Linked DNA regions of Pan troglodytes: region 1 is linked to region 2. The links are chromatin contacts, called in public HiChIP or PLAC-seq maps. All regions are on one chromosome and are shown on one strand. Each heading gives the region's core, a stretch centred on a gene start, on an enhancer-like site or on the middle of the called end of the contact. The rest is flanking DNA. Distances are from core to core; before and after follow the strand shown.

The links. HiChIP or PLAC-seq counts read pairs in DNA pulled down with a chosen protein or histone mark.
Region 1: an H3K4me3 HiChIP or PLAC-seq map of stem cell-derived excitatory neurons shows a contact between it and region 2, with 8 times the contacts expected there. The contact joins the promoter of HSDL2 here to the promoter of INIP in region 2. A contact is called at or near these places in 1 of 7 Hi-C or Micro-C datasets (stem cell-derived neural progenitor cells) and 1 of 1 datasets of contacts at active chromatin or transcription factors (stem cell-derived excitatory neurons).

What each region holds. Positions count from the first base shown.
Region 1 is chr11:26,098,328-26,105,551 of NHGRI_mPanTro3-v2.0_pri, reverse strand. It overlaps HSDL2 (hydroxysteroid dehydrogenase like 2), which reads left to right and starts at 4,729. Exons shown (of 11, transcript NM_001199077.3): 1 at 4,729-4,999. The coding sequence starts at 4,983. It also overlaps a transcript of PTBP3 not described here.
Region 2 is chr11:25,759,958-25,767,325 of NHGRI_mPanTro3-v2.0_pri, reverse strand. It overlaps INIP (INTS3 and NABP interacting protein), which reads right to left and starts at 2,895. Exons shown (of 5, transcript NM_001242593.1): 1 at 2,646-2,895; 2 at 1,102-1,182. The coding sequence starts at 1,126.

The sequences.
Region 1 (7,224 bases), core at 3,480-5,979, 340 kb before region 2:
TCCCTGACCATCCAGCCAAATCACTGGCTACGGCCCATGAATCAGTATATAATCACACGTCTGGCCATTTCTCCTTCCATGCAAAGCGCACATCCAGGTGCACTGCTCGAAGTTCTGCCCACTGGGAAGATTTCCCTTTATTGCTGGCCTGCAGGGATGTCCTAGAAAGGGGCTGTAGTGCTGCAGCTGTCCACTTTCAGATGATGCCTGCGTATCATGCAAAACCATCTGTGAACCAGGCCCTAGTCTTCTCTTGCTCTGTCAACTGATCATGTCAACTGATCATGATCATAGGGAACTCCCCATGAGGCCATTGGTGCAGGCTAGGGCAAAGAATGCAGGGTGGCACGAGCGGAGACCATGAGCATTTGAGCCACTTCCTCATGTAACTTATTCCTCAGGTGCCTTCAGGAACTGCTAGAGCCCGATCATGCATATAACACTTCCATTTGATGATGGAATGCTGCTGTGCACGACCCACTTTATGGCTAGATGGGTCAGAAAGCATCCAGTTCATGATAGGCAGTTCAGGTCACATGGTGACTTAATGACCCATAGTCAAACGTTCAGTTTCCACCAAAGCCCAGTAACAGGCTAAGAGCTGTCTCTCAAAAGGAGAGTAGTTATCTGCAGAAGATGGCAGGGTCTTGTTCCAAAATCCTAGAGGCCTCCACTGTGATTCATTTATGGTGGCCTGGCAAAGGCTCCAAATAGCATCCCTATCTGCCACTGACCCCTCAAGCACTATTGGATCTGCTGGGTCATATGGCCCAAGTGGCAGAGCAGCTTGCACAGCAGCCTGGACCTGTTGCAGAGCCTTCTCCTGTTCTGGACCCTACTTCTGGTACCAAAATCCGTATTAGTCAGGGTTCTCTAGAGGATATATATACACACACATATATATATACACACACATATATATACACACATATATATACATATATACACATATATACATATATACACACATATATACATATATACACATATATATACATATATATATCCTATTACTTCCATATATGTGTGTGTGTGTGTGTGTGTGTGTGTGTAGGGGAGTTTATTGTTTGTTTTTTTTTTTTTTTTTTGAGACAGAGTCTCGCTCTGTCACCAGGCTGGAGTGCGGTGGCGTGGTCTCGGCTCACTGCAACCTCCGTCTCCCAGGTTCAAGTGATTCTCCTGCCTTAGCCTCCCGAGTAGCTGGGACTACAGGTGTGTGCTACCACGCCCAGCTAATTTTTGTATTTTTAGTAGAGATGGCGTTTCACCACGTTGGCCAGGATGGTCTCCATCTCTTGACCTTGTGATCCGCCCGCCTCGGCCTCCCACAATGCTGGGATTACAGGCGTGAGCCACCGCGCCCAGCCTATTAAGTATTAACTCACATGATCACAAGGTCCCATAATAGGCCATCTGCAAGCTGAGGTGCAAGGAGAGCCAGTCCAAGTCCCAAAACTGAACCTGAAGTCTGATGTTGGAGGGCAAGAAGGGGATAAATGCACAGGAGAAGGATGTAGGCTGGGAGGCTAGGCCAGTCTCATCTTTTCAAGTTTTTCTGCCTGTCTTATATTCACTGGCAGCTGATTAGATGGTACCCACTCAGATTAAGGGTGGGTCTGCCCTTCCCAGCCCACTGACTCAAATGTTAATGTCCTTTGGCAATACCCTCACAGATACACCCAAGACCAATACTTTGCATCCTTCAATACCATCAAGTTGACACTCAGTATTAACCATCACAAGCCCTATGAAATAAAAAGTTTTATGATCCCTTTCTTCCCAGAATTATGAATGCCAATTTACTTGCTCTACATTTACACAACTTCCATGACCTGGGGTAGGTAGGTATGCAATGTTTTGTTACTTCCCCATTGTCCATATCCACTTGTGTCCCTGGCCATGGCCAACGAATTTACAGGTTGAAACATTTCCCAGCACCTTGGAAGGCTGTGTGGTGGGAGGATTGCTTGAGGTGAGGAGTTCAAGACCAACCTGGGCAACACAGTGAGACCCCTGTGTCTATAAAAAGTAAAATTAGCCAGGTGTGGTGGCACATGCCCGTGGTCCTGGCTACTTGGGTGGCTAAGCCCAGGAGGTTGAGGCTACAGTGAGCCATGATCATGCTGCTACACTCCAGCCTGGGTGACAGAGCAAGATCTTATCTCAAAAAAACAAAACAAAACGAAACACATTGTACTAGACTGTCTTAGTATTTGAAGCTTGAACAGATACACAGAAAAGACAGGGAAGCCACCTACAATGCATTCTAGAAAGATCATGCTGCTGAGGATCATGGAAGCACCTTGGTTCCCATTGTCAAGCTTAGTTGTTCAGCTCTTCCTTAAGTTATATAAACTATCCCGGAATTCTTCTAAATTCTCCAACCCCTTTAATTTGGTTTAAATTAGCCAAATTAGGTTAATGTTGCATATAACCAAAACCTAAGGGAGATAAATTGGTTGGGAGAATGTATTGTAACCAGTAGTCTGTCAAGAAACTTGCATTTTTAGGTAGCTTTATCAAGCTGAGAAGGGGTGAAATGAGTGAGACTTACCTGACTTTCAAGACATCTATTTTTCAAACCATTTGTTTTCACTTCTTTACTGTGTTATCACCATCCTCCCAGGACTTTACACCAGAAATCTGAAGGTCACCACTGATACCATCTTCCCCCTTTGCTCCACATCTAATCATTAGTTACATCTGCCAGGTTCCATATCTTGAGTATGTCTTTTCATTTCCACTATTACTGCCTTAGTTCAGGTTACTACTTTTCTTACACATTACATTACTATGGGCTTTTAAATGGCTTCTGTGCCTTTATCTACTCACAAACTATTCTTCATGCTGCAGTCAGAAGTGTTCTTTCTAAGCCAAAATTATTCACCTTCCAAAATGAAGATCTAATTATGTTCACAAGTCCTCTCCTTCTTCACCCATTCCTCACCTGTAGCATTAATCTAACACTAGGTTAATCAAGGTAATGGGGTAGAAGGTCATGGGTAACTCCAAATCACACTTTAAATGAACTCTAGTCAAAGTACTGAATACAATGGATTTAAACTTGCTTAGTAAAACTACTTCTAATAATTTAGGAATAAATTTGCCTTCTGTGAAAGCCATCGCAAAGTATAAAAATAGTATAAGTACAGGTATTTAGGCTCACAAAATATCGTTATGACTGAAAAATTGGCAAAGGTTTTTTGTTTGTTTTGCCTCTTCGTTGAGCTCTCTTTCCGTAACAAATGGAAATAGAAGCACACAAATTCAAGAAAGGAGGCTCTAACAGACTGAAGATATTGTGGCTTTCAAAAAGGAGAGAACATTTTAGATGATATGAAGGAAATGTCACCCCATTACTAAGAATTCACTCTATTCGACAGATATATACACGCTTCAGCAAGTGCTCCTAAGGATGAGAGGAGAGTAAGTTATTTTCATCTAACAGTCTCTATCAACACTCTTCTTAAAACACCTAATGCTTAACAACAGTCTAAAGAACACACTGGAGACTCATACCTCCCATAGGCAGAGACCTTGTCCTTTTTGAGCTGCTGTATCTCAGGTAATCAGCAATCACTTAGTGGATGATAATAATTTGCAAATTCCTCTGGAGCCTCTAAAGACCATATCATGAATCATCAATTCAAATGCCTACAGGAGTCGGGCAGGTGATATGCAGGAGGAAATAGAGTCATTTAGGGCCCATAACAAAGGGGAGAGAGGCCGGGCGCGGAGGCTCACGCCTGTAATCCCAGCACTTTGGGAGGCCGAGGCGGGCCAATCATTTGAGGTCAAGAGCTCGAGACCAGCCAGCCCAACATGGCGAAACCCCGTCTCTACTAAAAACACAAAAAAATTAGCCAGGCGTGGTGATGCATGCCTGTAGTCCCAGCTACTCCGGAGGCTGAGGGAGGAGAATCACTTGAACCCGGGAGGCGGAGGTTACAATGAGCCGAGATCCGCGCCACTGCACTTCAGCGTGGGCGACAGCGAGACTCCGTCTCAAAAAACAAAACAAAAACAAAGGAGAGAGTACATAAGCCATCTCCAGGGTAGTTTCTTTAACTAGTCTTCATATAATAATCTCCTCAAGGTCCTGTTCTATCCCTACAAAATACAAAACAGTTCCTCGTGTCTTCCTCCAAATATACTACAGTCTTTAGCTCATCAGAGTAGCTGAGTTAGTCCAAGGCATAATCCCAAAAGCGAAACTGAATGTCAGAATTGATCTCATTTCAACACTCATTCCAGAAGTAAAAACTTCTGCAAGTTCAGCTTTTGACTATGAATTCTTCAGCGCGACTTTTGCAGAGAGCTCTGTTCCAAGAAGCTGGCGCCTTAACACAAGCTATCTACCGATGCACAAGGGGAGGCTGGCTTGGGTCCAGATTCGGCGGGAGAGTGGAAACGCGACGCTGGCCGACTTCAGCCACAAAGGCAATTTCTGCCCAGGGCTAGCGTTCCTAAGAGGGGGCCGAGAGAGCGCCAGGCTCGGGCGTAGGGGCAAGAAGACCCAGAGCTAAAGCACCTCTCGGAGGGCCCAAGCTCAGGGCTCAGTCACCCTCCCAGCTCAGAGCCGGCGCTGGAACACAGCGGCGCGAGGAGAAACCCCTAGAGACCGGGAAAAGGTGGACGTAGCGGCTGACGTTGCCCAGATGCTAGGCGCCGACGGGAGCCTGATTGTCACCGTACAACCAGTGAGGGGGCGGGGCGGAGCTGTGCCTCAAAGCGCCTGCGCGGAGAGCCTGCAATCAGGGACCAGGCTTGGGAGGCGACGAAGAGGAACGCTGGGCGCGGGAGGCCCACTGCATACGCAGGCGCACTCGGCGATCCCGGCTTTTCCGCGCGCAGTTCCCGCACAGGCCTCGGGGGGGCAGGGGCGGGGCAGGGGCGGGGATAAATGCGGAGGGACGGTCCAGCTTTAGCTCTCTGCTCGCCGCCGCCGCTGTCGCCGCCACCTCCTCTGATCTACGAAAGTCATGTTACCCAACACCGGGTAAGGGGGTAGGGGCGGCGCGGGGAGAGACCCTGTCGGGCGAAGGGCGCGTCTCGGTGGGGCCGCCGCGGATCGCCCGGGCTGGCCGGCCCGGCTGTGGGAGGTCAAGGATACTGCCTGGGCACGCTCTGAGCTCTGGTCCGCGCTGGGCACTGTGCACCGAGAATCTGCGGTAACGTGTGAAAAGGAACACAAACTTTTGTATTACAGGATGGCAGCAGTGTAGAAACCTTTTCCACGGGTAAAGGGCCGAGGGGGAGTCACCACGCCGCCCCCAGTGCCGGTCCTCCCTGAGTTTAGCAGGAGTGCGTGCCTGGCCGAATGCGTGTGAGTTCTAGGTGAAAGGTCGCAGGAGCAGCTCCAGAGTTTAAAGAGTTTTCACTTGTTCCTGACGCTCAATTCTAGAGTAATAATGGAGTGTTTAAAAAATGATTTCCAAATTAGAAACTAAACCGATCTTTAAACATGGGTATCTTTGGGGGATTTTTTTTTCACCTTAAAAAATTGTGTTAAAACACGTACAAAATCTGCCATCTTAACCGTTTTTTAAGTGTACACTTCAGTAGTGTTAAGTAGATTCATATCGTTGTGCGGTCAATCTCCAGAACTTTTTTCATCTGCAAGCTGAAACTCTATCCATGAAACAACTCTTCCCCACCTCCGCTCGTACATTGGCAACCACCATTCTACTTTCTGGTTTATGTAAGGTCTGGGTATCTTGAGTTGAGTGAGGTGTTGTCAGATTTTGTAATTTGCCTGAAACATGCAGGCATATAGCCAAAGACTTAAAACAGTTCAAAGAGTATAGGGTAAAAAGTGAGTCTCCCCATCCCTAAAATCTAGTTCCCCAGTTACTTACGTTTCTATTTCATGCGTGTATGAACATATTTTGTATACATCCGGATACACACACACACACACACACACACACACACACACACACACACCCTTTCTTAAAAATAGCAGCAAACTCTATTCTTGGTCTTGCTACTTTTAGTTGGTATGTCTTGGGACATTCTTTCTTTGTTTTTTTTAAAGACAGGGTCTCCCATGTTGCCCAGACTGGCCTGTAGCCTCGAACTCCCAGGCTGATGTTCCTCCCTTCTTAGCCTCTGGAGTATTTAGGATTACAGGCATGCACCGCTGTGCCCAGAGACATACATTTTTAGTACATGCAGATCTTCCGCCTTCTTTTTTTTTTCTTTTGAGATGGAGTCTCGCTCTGTCTTCCAGTCTGGAGTGCAGTGGCATGATCTCGGCTCACGGCAGCCTCCGCCTCCCGCAGTTCTCCTGCCTCAGCCTCCCGAGTAGCTGGGACTTCAGGCGCGTGCCACCAAGCCCTGCTGATTTTTTTGTATTTTTAGTACAGACGGGGTTTCACCATGTTAGCCAGGATGGTCTCGATCTCATGACCTCGTGATCCGTCTGCCTCGGCCTCCCAAAGTGCTGGGATTACAGGCGTAAGCCACTGCGCCTGGCCCCTCCTCCTTTTTAATGGTTGCATAATATTCCGTAACAGCTTGAGTATCCATTATCCAAAATGCTTGGTTCCAGACGTGTTCGGATTTCAGGTTTTCAGATTTGGTTTGCTCAACCTGTATATGAATATACCTTTGTTTATTTAACCTGTTCCCTATTGTTGGATACTAGACTGTTTCCAGTTTTTTGGATACTCTTTTTGCTTCCATAATTATACTTGTATTTATCTATTTGCACATATATAAGTGTATATGTAGGATAAACTCCTGGAAGTGAAATTACTGGATCAAAGAGTAAATGTGGCTGGGCGCAGTGGCTCACGCCTGTAGTCCCAGCACTTTGGGAGGCCGAGGCGGGCGGATCACTGGAGGTCAAGAGTTCGAGACCAGCCTGGCCAACATGGTGAAACTCCGTCTCCACTAAAACTACAAAATTACAAAAATTACAAATACAAAAATTAGCTGGACCTGGTGGCGGGCACCTGTAATCCCAGCTACTCAGGAGGCTGAGGCAGGAGAACCGCTTGAACCTGGAGGCGGAGGTCGCAGTGAGCCGAGATCATGCCACTGCCCTGCCCTCCACCCTGCGTGAGAGAGTGAGAGTCTGTCTCAAAAAGAAAAAAGAGTAAATGCACTTTATATTTTGATAGATATTGCCAGATGACCCTCCAGAAGGGTTGCACACCCAAAAGGATAAATGAGATCCTCTAATCCCACTTGTTGGCTAACTGCAAAATAGTTAATGAT
Region 2 (7,368 bases), core at 1,646-4,145:
TAAATTTATTTAATTTTTCTTTCTTCAATAATACATTAACCTTAGCTTACTGTAACTTTATTTTATAAACTTTTAAATTTTTTTAACTTTTTGACTTTTGTAATAACGCTTAGCTTAAAACACAAAACACTGGGCCAGGCACAGTGGCTCATGCCTGTAATCCCAGCACTTTGGGAGGCCAAGGCGGGCGGATCACCTGAGGTCAGGAGTTTGAGACCAGCCTGACCAACATGGAGAAACCCCGTCTCTACTAAAAATACAAAATTAGCCGAGCGTGATGGCGCGTGCCTGTAATCCCAGCTCCTCGGGAGGTTGAGGCAGGAGGATTGCTTGAACCCGGGAGGCAGAGGTTGCAGTGAGCCAAGATCATGCCATTGCACTCCAGCCTGGGCAACAAGAGCGAAATTCCATCTCAAAAAAAAAAAAAAAGTATTTTCTTTATATCTTTATTCTAAAAGTTTTCTATTTTTAAAATTTTTATTTTTTTTTACTTTTTAAACTTCTTTGTTAAAAATGAAGACACAAACAAACACATTAGCCTAGGCTTACACAGGGTCAGGATTATCAAGATGTCACTTAGGCGACTGAAATTTTTCAGCTCCATTATAATCTTATGGGACCACCATCCTATAAGCAGTCTGTCATTGACCTAAACATCATTATTCAGCACAAGTGTATTTCAAATTTAGAGTTTTACTTTGCTGTTCTTCTTTTTTTCTTTTTCTTTTTTTGAGACGGGGTCTCACTCTGTCGCCCAGGCTGCAGTGCAGTGGTGCAATCTTGGCTCACTGCAACCTCCGCCTCCTGGGTTCAAGAAATTCTCCTGCCTCAGCCTCCCTAGTAGCTAGGATTACAGGCGCCCGCCACCATGCCCAGCTAATTTTTGTATTTTAGTAGAGACGGGGTTCCTGACCTCAAGCAGTCCACCCGCCTTGGCCTCCCAAAGTACTGGGATTACAGGCGTGAGCCACCGCTCCCGGCCTGCTATTCATTTTTTAAATTCTGGCTACAGTAACTGCCCTATACTAAATTTTCTCTTATTCAAATACATTTACTATATTGGGGAAATGTTCATAGTAAAGAAATTCCTGCTGTCATTACCTTGTCCTGAAGAGTTTGCTGCCATTTTCCTATTTTGTTTCAAGTATGTCCAGTGGCAATTGGTCAGCACTTCACAATCACCTGTAAAATATGTGTACACACATATACAATGCACCATATTTTAATCACAAACTAAAAGGAACAGCTAGCCTCCTTACAATGAAATGTTTGCTGTTTCTTAATCTCTTCAGAAAGATACATTTGTGCCGGGCGCGGTGGCTCACGCCTGTAATCCCAGCACTTTGGGAGGCCGAGGCGGGCGGATCACGAGGTCAGCAGATCGAGACCATCCTGGCTAACATGGTGAAACCCAGTCTCTACTAAAAATAAAATTAAAAAAAAAAATCAGCCGGGTGTGGTGGCAAGCGCCTGCAGTCCCAGCTACTCGGGAGGGCGAGACAGGAGAATCGCTTGAACCCCGGTGGCGGAGGTTGCAGTGAGCCGAGATCGCGCCACTGCACTCCAGCTTGGGCCACAGACCGAGACAGCGAGACTCGGTCTCAAAAAAAAAAAAAAAAAAAGAAAGAAAGAAAGATACATTTGAAATGTACACGGACTGAAACAAATGTAAACTCTGCTAGTGCCTCAAGCATTTAATTAAATATGGCATTGTTTATTCTTGCAGATGTTCATACCATTTAGAATTACTGTCTTTAATAAACATCATTAGGTTGTATTTACCAAATATATCAACCAATTGATAGAGTCAATATAATCATGGTGCTAGGAAGAAAAATCATTCATCTATGGTGTCTCTGCATTCGTCTAAAACACATACCCAAAAACTACTGTGTACACTGAAAGCTAAAAAAGGTAAAGGAGTACTGTATCTGCTCTGCACCATACACTGTGTAAGATGCTCGAAATTAGTTCCTTTATTTATTTATCACCATTTTATAGATGAGGAAACCGTACCCAGGGTCATAGAGCTAGTAAGAATTATTTGGGCTGCTGGTTTCCAAACTTCGTGCTTTCGTACTAAATCCTGGGGAGATCCAAGATGGGCAAGACCCTAATCCTGCTTTCAAGGAACATATAATCAGAAGGGAAAATAAAGTCTTATTCAAGCAACCATACTATTAATTAAAAAAAAAAAAAGCTTAACAAACCCGCTCTTTAAAAGGTGGGCACAGTGCCGGAGGCAAAGAATTGATTTGATTGGCAGCAAAGAGTGATGCCTTAGTCTAGGGAGCCCGGGAAAGACACAAGGGATAGAAAACAGACACCGGTTTTTAGTAAATGAATCGTTAGGTGTCTCCAGCGGCTGAAACACAGAGCGAGCAATGCGGGGTTAGGACTGGAGGACAACAGGGCCATCTTGTGACAGGGTAGACTGGCGTGCCAGAAAGGTCCCTGCCTACGGATGTGCAGAGCCGGCTGGGCCTGGGCTGTGAACGAGACGAAGGAAGCAAGTAGGAGCCAGAAATGTTGGGTGGCAAGGTCGGAAGGGAGGTCGCTGCCTGTAGCAACAAAGACGGCGGCGACAGGTTAGCACCGGAGCCACACTTTTCTATTGCCCGGTGCCTCCAGACTGTCGTACTTACCTGGGACCCGAGGACACCGGGACTGCCTCTCCTTACAATCGCTGCTCTTAAAGGGGGCGCGACCACTTAGGCAAGAGGAGCTCAACTCGCTGCACTACAACCTTCCCGCCCCCGCTGCGCTTCCGCCTCCTGACTGACGTGCGCCCCAGGGAGCGGAAACCCCGCCTCCCGCCGGGACCCAACGGCCACCGCCCGTCGTGATTCGCACTTTAGCGGCCACCTCAGTGCAGACGTCACTTTTTTTTCCAAAGAGTGACAGTCGAAGAGGCTCACGGGAGATGCAAACGGTACTTTTGGGGGCTGGGCCAGGGTGGGGCGTGGCCCGGGGCGGGGGAGGGGCGGGGCTGCCAGGCAGGGGCGGGACGGAGAACACCTGGGTCCCTAGCACCAAGACTGGCTTTTTCTTCATTGCCACCGCCTGGCCGGTCTTGCGACGGTGCGAGTCCACCTCGGCTGGGCCTCGGAGGAGGGGCGACTCTAGAGGCTAAACTCGCTTTCGAGCTTTAACAACCATCTCGGATTGCGCATCCGCACACACGCACGCACACACACACACACACAAATTCAGGAATATTTTTTGTCTACAGTTTACATAATTATACACAATGAAAGCACTGAATATGGAGGATTTTTATTACAGTGCAATAATGTGCATTTAAGAAGTGGGTATGCCACATCGCAGAACACCAACTTGCCACTAGTGGGCTCACCTGCTGCCCACCTGATTCCAGCACAATAGATAGCTACACATTTGAATTAAAAGGTAATCGTATATTGACATGTGTTCAAATTGCACTTTTTTTAATTAAAAAATTTTTTTTATGGAGACAGTGTCTCGCTTTGTTGCCCAGGCTGGTCTTGAACTCCTGGCCTCAAGGGATCTGCCCACCTCAGCCTCCCAAAGTGCTGGGATTACAGGCGTGAGCCACCTGCCCTGCTTAAAATTGCAGTGTCTTAATCTCTTCCGAAAGATACATTTGAAAAACGCACAGACTTAGATCACAAATGTAAGCTCCCCAAGCGCCTCAAGCATTTAATTAAATAGAATGGATAATGAATTTGGACATATGTTTTTAATAATCGATGTTTGCTCAAGAGTAAAATGTTTATGATGCACAATTTTCTTGTGCATGGATCAATGACTGAAATAATCGTTTCAATATCAAGTATTTATTTACTGAAAACCAAGCATGTATTTACTCTATACCAAGCAGCTATTGAGTGCCTTCTACAATGCGAGGTGCTTCCTTTGCATCAGCTCTGGTCCTGCTGTTCCCTGATTTATATTTGAGACTCATGTTTCTTGCTCTATGTCGAGTAGCGAGCTAAGATTCAAATTTAAAGGTCTGCCAGATGCTAAGGCCTGAGTTCTTAAATCTCACACATTGCCTCTGCTCTGGAGGAATGAATTCCTCTGAGACCAGTTCTTGCTGACTTGACTTTAATCCAGATATAAAGCCTAACACATGAGCATTTTGGTGGTAGGCCAGGAGTCCTTTCAGTTAAGAGGACTTGGTGAGTTCTAGTATGACTAAAAAGATGACTGAGATCTATATGGCTGATAGAACCTTAGAATTTTTTTTTTTTGTTTTGTGGCCTAGCTAATGTAGAAACTAGGGCACAGAAAGTTCCAGTCTAAGTTTCAAATGGACATTCTGAACAAAGCTTATTTAAGGAGGTGGGAGTAAAAAGAGTTCTAACCCTAAACAACATTTTATAATTTCTTAGCAAATTCAGCCTCTGAGAGTTGAAAGAACATTATCAGGAGAAAGATAAATTTAACTTGCTGCCAATTCTTTTGCCTTTTACTTGGTAGGTCATAGCCCTTGAAACCCTTCTGTCTTCTCCTAGAGTTTTTGGAACTTCTGCCTCATTGTGTTAACCTCTAACACAATGGTTAATAGTGAGTCAGTTTACTTGAATGCAAATTCGAGCTTTGCCACTTAATGATTGTGAGCCCTGGTTTAACCTTTTGGTGCCTCTGTTTTGTCATCTATAAAATGGGAATAAAAATAAGTGATTGGGTATACGTAAATCACTTAGAATAGCACCTGGCACATAATAAGAACTCAATAAATGTTGACTATTAGAATATAAACAATGAACAATCTGTTTTACTGGGTGTCTTGGCAAGTGGTCAGTAGGTCAGCTGAGCCTGGGTGTGGTGGCTCATGCCTGTAATCACAGCACTTTGGGAGGCCAAGGCAGGAGGATTGCTTGAGACCAGCCTGGGCAATATAGTGAGACCTCATCTCTAGAAAAAAATCTAAAAAATTTGCCAGGTACGGTGGTGCGTGCCTGTGGTCCCAGCTACTTAGGAGGCTGAGGTAGGAGGATCGCTTGAGCCTGGGAGGTCAAGGCTACAGTGAGCTATGATTGCACCACTGCACTCCAGCCAGGGCAACAGAGCAATAGATCCTGTCTCCAAAAAAAAAAAAAAAAAAAGAAAAAAAGAAAAAAAACGTCAGCTGAGAAATATACTAGGGGAAAGTCCAAGACAGAAGGAGTGCATGTTATAGCCCCTTGGCTCTATTAACTAATAGCCATCTGTGAATTACTTTATCCTGAAACCATTGTGGTTACAGACCTTCAGTATCAAGGTAGAGTTGACAGTAGTCCCTAATTTCCAACTGAAACCACTCTAACCTCCTTTTCTGGTATTTTGTGATAAAGTATTTGGGGATCTGCATGAGGCTAGACAACCTTTAAAATCAAGTGTGTAGCAGTTTGAGACAATTACTGTATTAGTTATCTATTGCTGTGTAACAAATTACCCTGAATCTTGGCAGTTTAGAACTTGGGTTTAGAACCTGGCCCTGCACTTACTGGGTGAACACTTAGACAAATTATTTGTCTGTTCCTCAACCTCCTTATCTGTGGAAAGGGGTATTAAAAGCACCTACCTTATGCCATTGTTTTAAAGATTAAATAAAATCAAACCAGATGCCTCATACCTATAAGCTATTATTTTCTATTAAACATTAACTCATTAGAGTATTAAAACAATATGAAACATCATGAAGATTTTGTACAACCAAATGTGGTGGCCTCCAAGGTGGCCCTCCTGCTGTCATCCCTTCCCACATTGAATAAACTTGACCCAAGTAACCAATGGGATATTGTGGAAGTGTCAGTGTGTGACACTGATTGCAGTTTCTACCTTGGCCTCTTTTGGGTCACTTGCTCTCAGGAAGCCATGTATATGTCATGAGGTCACTAAAGCAGTCCATGTGGAGAGCCCAATAAAGAGGAACTGAGGCAAGCCTTCCACCAACAAACCAGCACCAAGTTGCCAGTCAAGTAGTGTTCCACCTTGGAAGTGGATCTTCCAGCCCCAGGCAGGCCTTCAGATGACTGCAGCTCTGGCTGACATCTTGATTGCAGCCTCGAAAGCAATCCTGAGCCAGAACCACCGAGCTAAGCTGTTCACAAATTTCTAATCCACAGAAACTATGTAGGATAGTAAATATGGCTTGTTTGTAGTTGTTTTTGTTGGTTTTTGAGACAGAGTCTCACTCTGTCACCCAGGCTGGAGTGCAATAGTGTGGTCTTGGCTCACTGCAACCTCTGCCTCCGGGTTCAAGCGATTCTCCTGCCTCAGCCTCCCAAGTAGCTGCGACTACAGGCACATGCCACCACACCCAGCTAATTTTTGCATTTTTAGTAGAGACGGGGTTTCACTATGTTGGCTAGGCTGATCTCGAACTCCTGACCTCGTGACCCGCCCACCTTGGCCTGGCAAAGTGCTGGGATTACAGGTGTGAAGCACCGTGCCCGGCCAGACTAGCCTTTTTAAAAATAAACGTTCAAGAATGTTTTAAAATAGGCCGGGCACGGTGACTCACACCTGTAATCCCAGCACTTTGGGAGGCTGAGGCAAGCAAATCACCTGAGGTTGGGAGTTCGAGACCAGCCTGACCAACATGGAGAAACCCCATCTCTACTAAAAATGCAAAATTAGCCAGGCGTGGTGACACATACCCGTAATCCCAGCTACTCAGGAGTCTGAGGCAGGAGAATTGCTTGAACCCAGGAGTCGGAGGTTTCGGTGAGCCAAGATTGCACCATTGTACTCCAGCCTGGGCAGCAAGAGGGAAACTCTTGTCTCAAAAAAAAAAAAAAAGTTATAAAATAAAATGTAAAAAACACCATAATGCCTTTCACCCCTCTCTGTACCACTACCTTCTATGCAGAAGATTTCTGACCATTATTAGCCTTGGAGGATTATCTAATTAAGGGAGATGGTAGGATTCATTTAGAATGAATTCTCCACATGGACAATGATATTATCTAGAATGATAAGAAGAAAGACTGAGCCAGGGGCCAAAGTCCTCCATGAATATGTCAGTAGATGACAGCAATGAGAAGAGGATAAAGATGGTATAACCAGATGTACCTGCTTCTAAAGATTTGGAGTTTTTACATGATGGAGGAAGATGAATAGTTTGGAATTGAGAGTGTGGATTCTGGAAATACTGAAGCACCCTTCCCCTAACCCCATGCCATGATGTATGTGGTTGGACACAAGAGGATTTTCAACCTTACATGAACACAAGGGAAGCTATCCTTGAAGGAGAAGTGGGTTTTAGTTAAATCAGGAGGTAGACAGATGGTCTAATGGTACAGTGAAGGGGAACTTGCTTATCATGGAAGGAAGACTTCTAGCAACTTTGGGGGAATGTTGTTTTGAGGCTGGGGTGGGGGGGTGGATCACTTGAGGCCA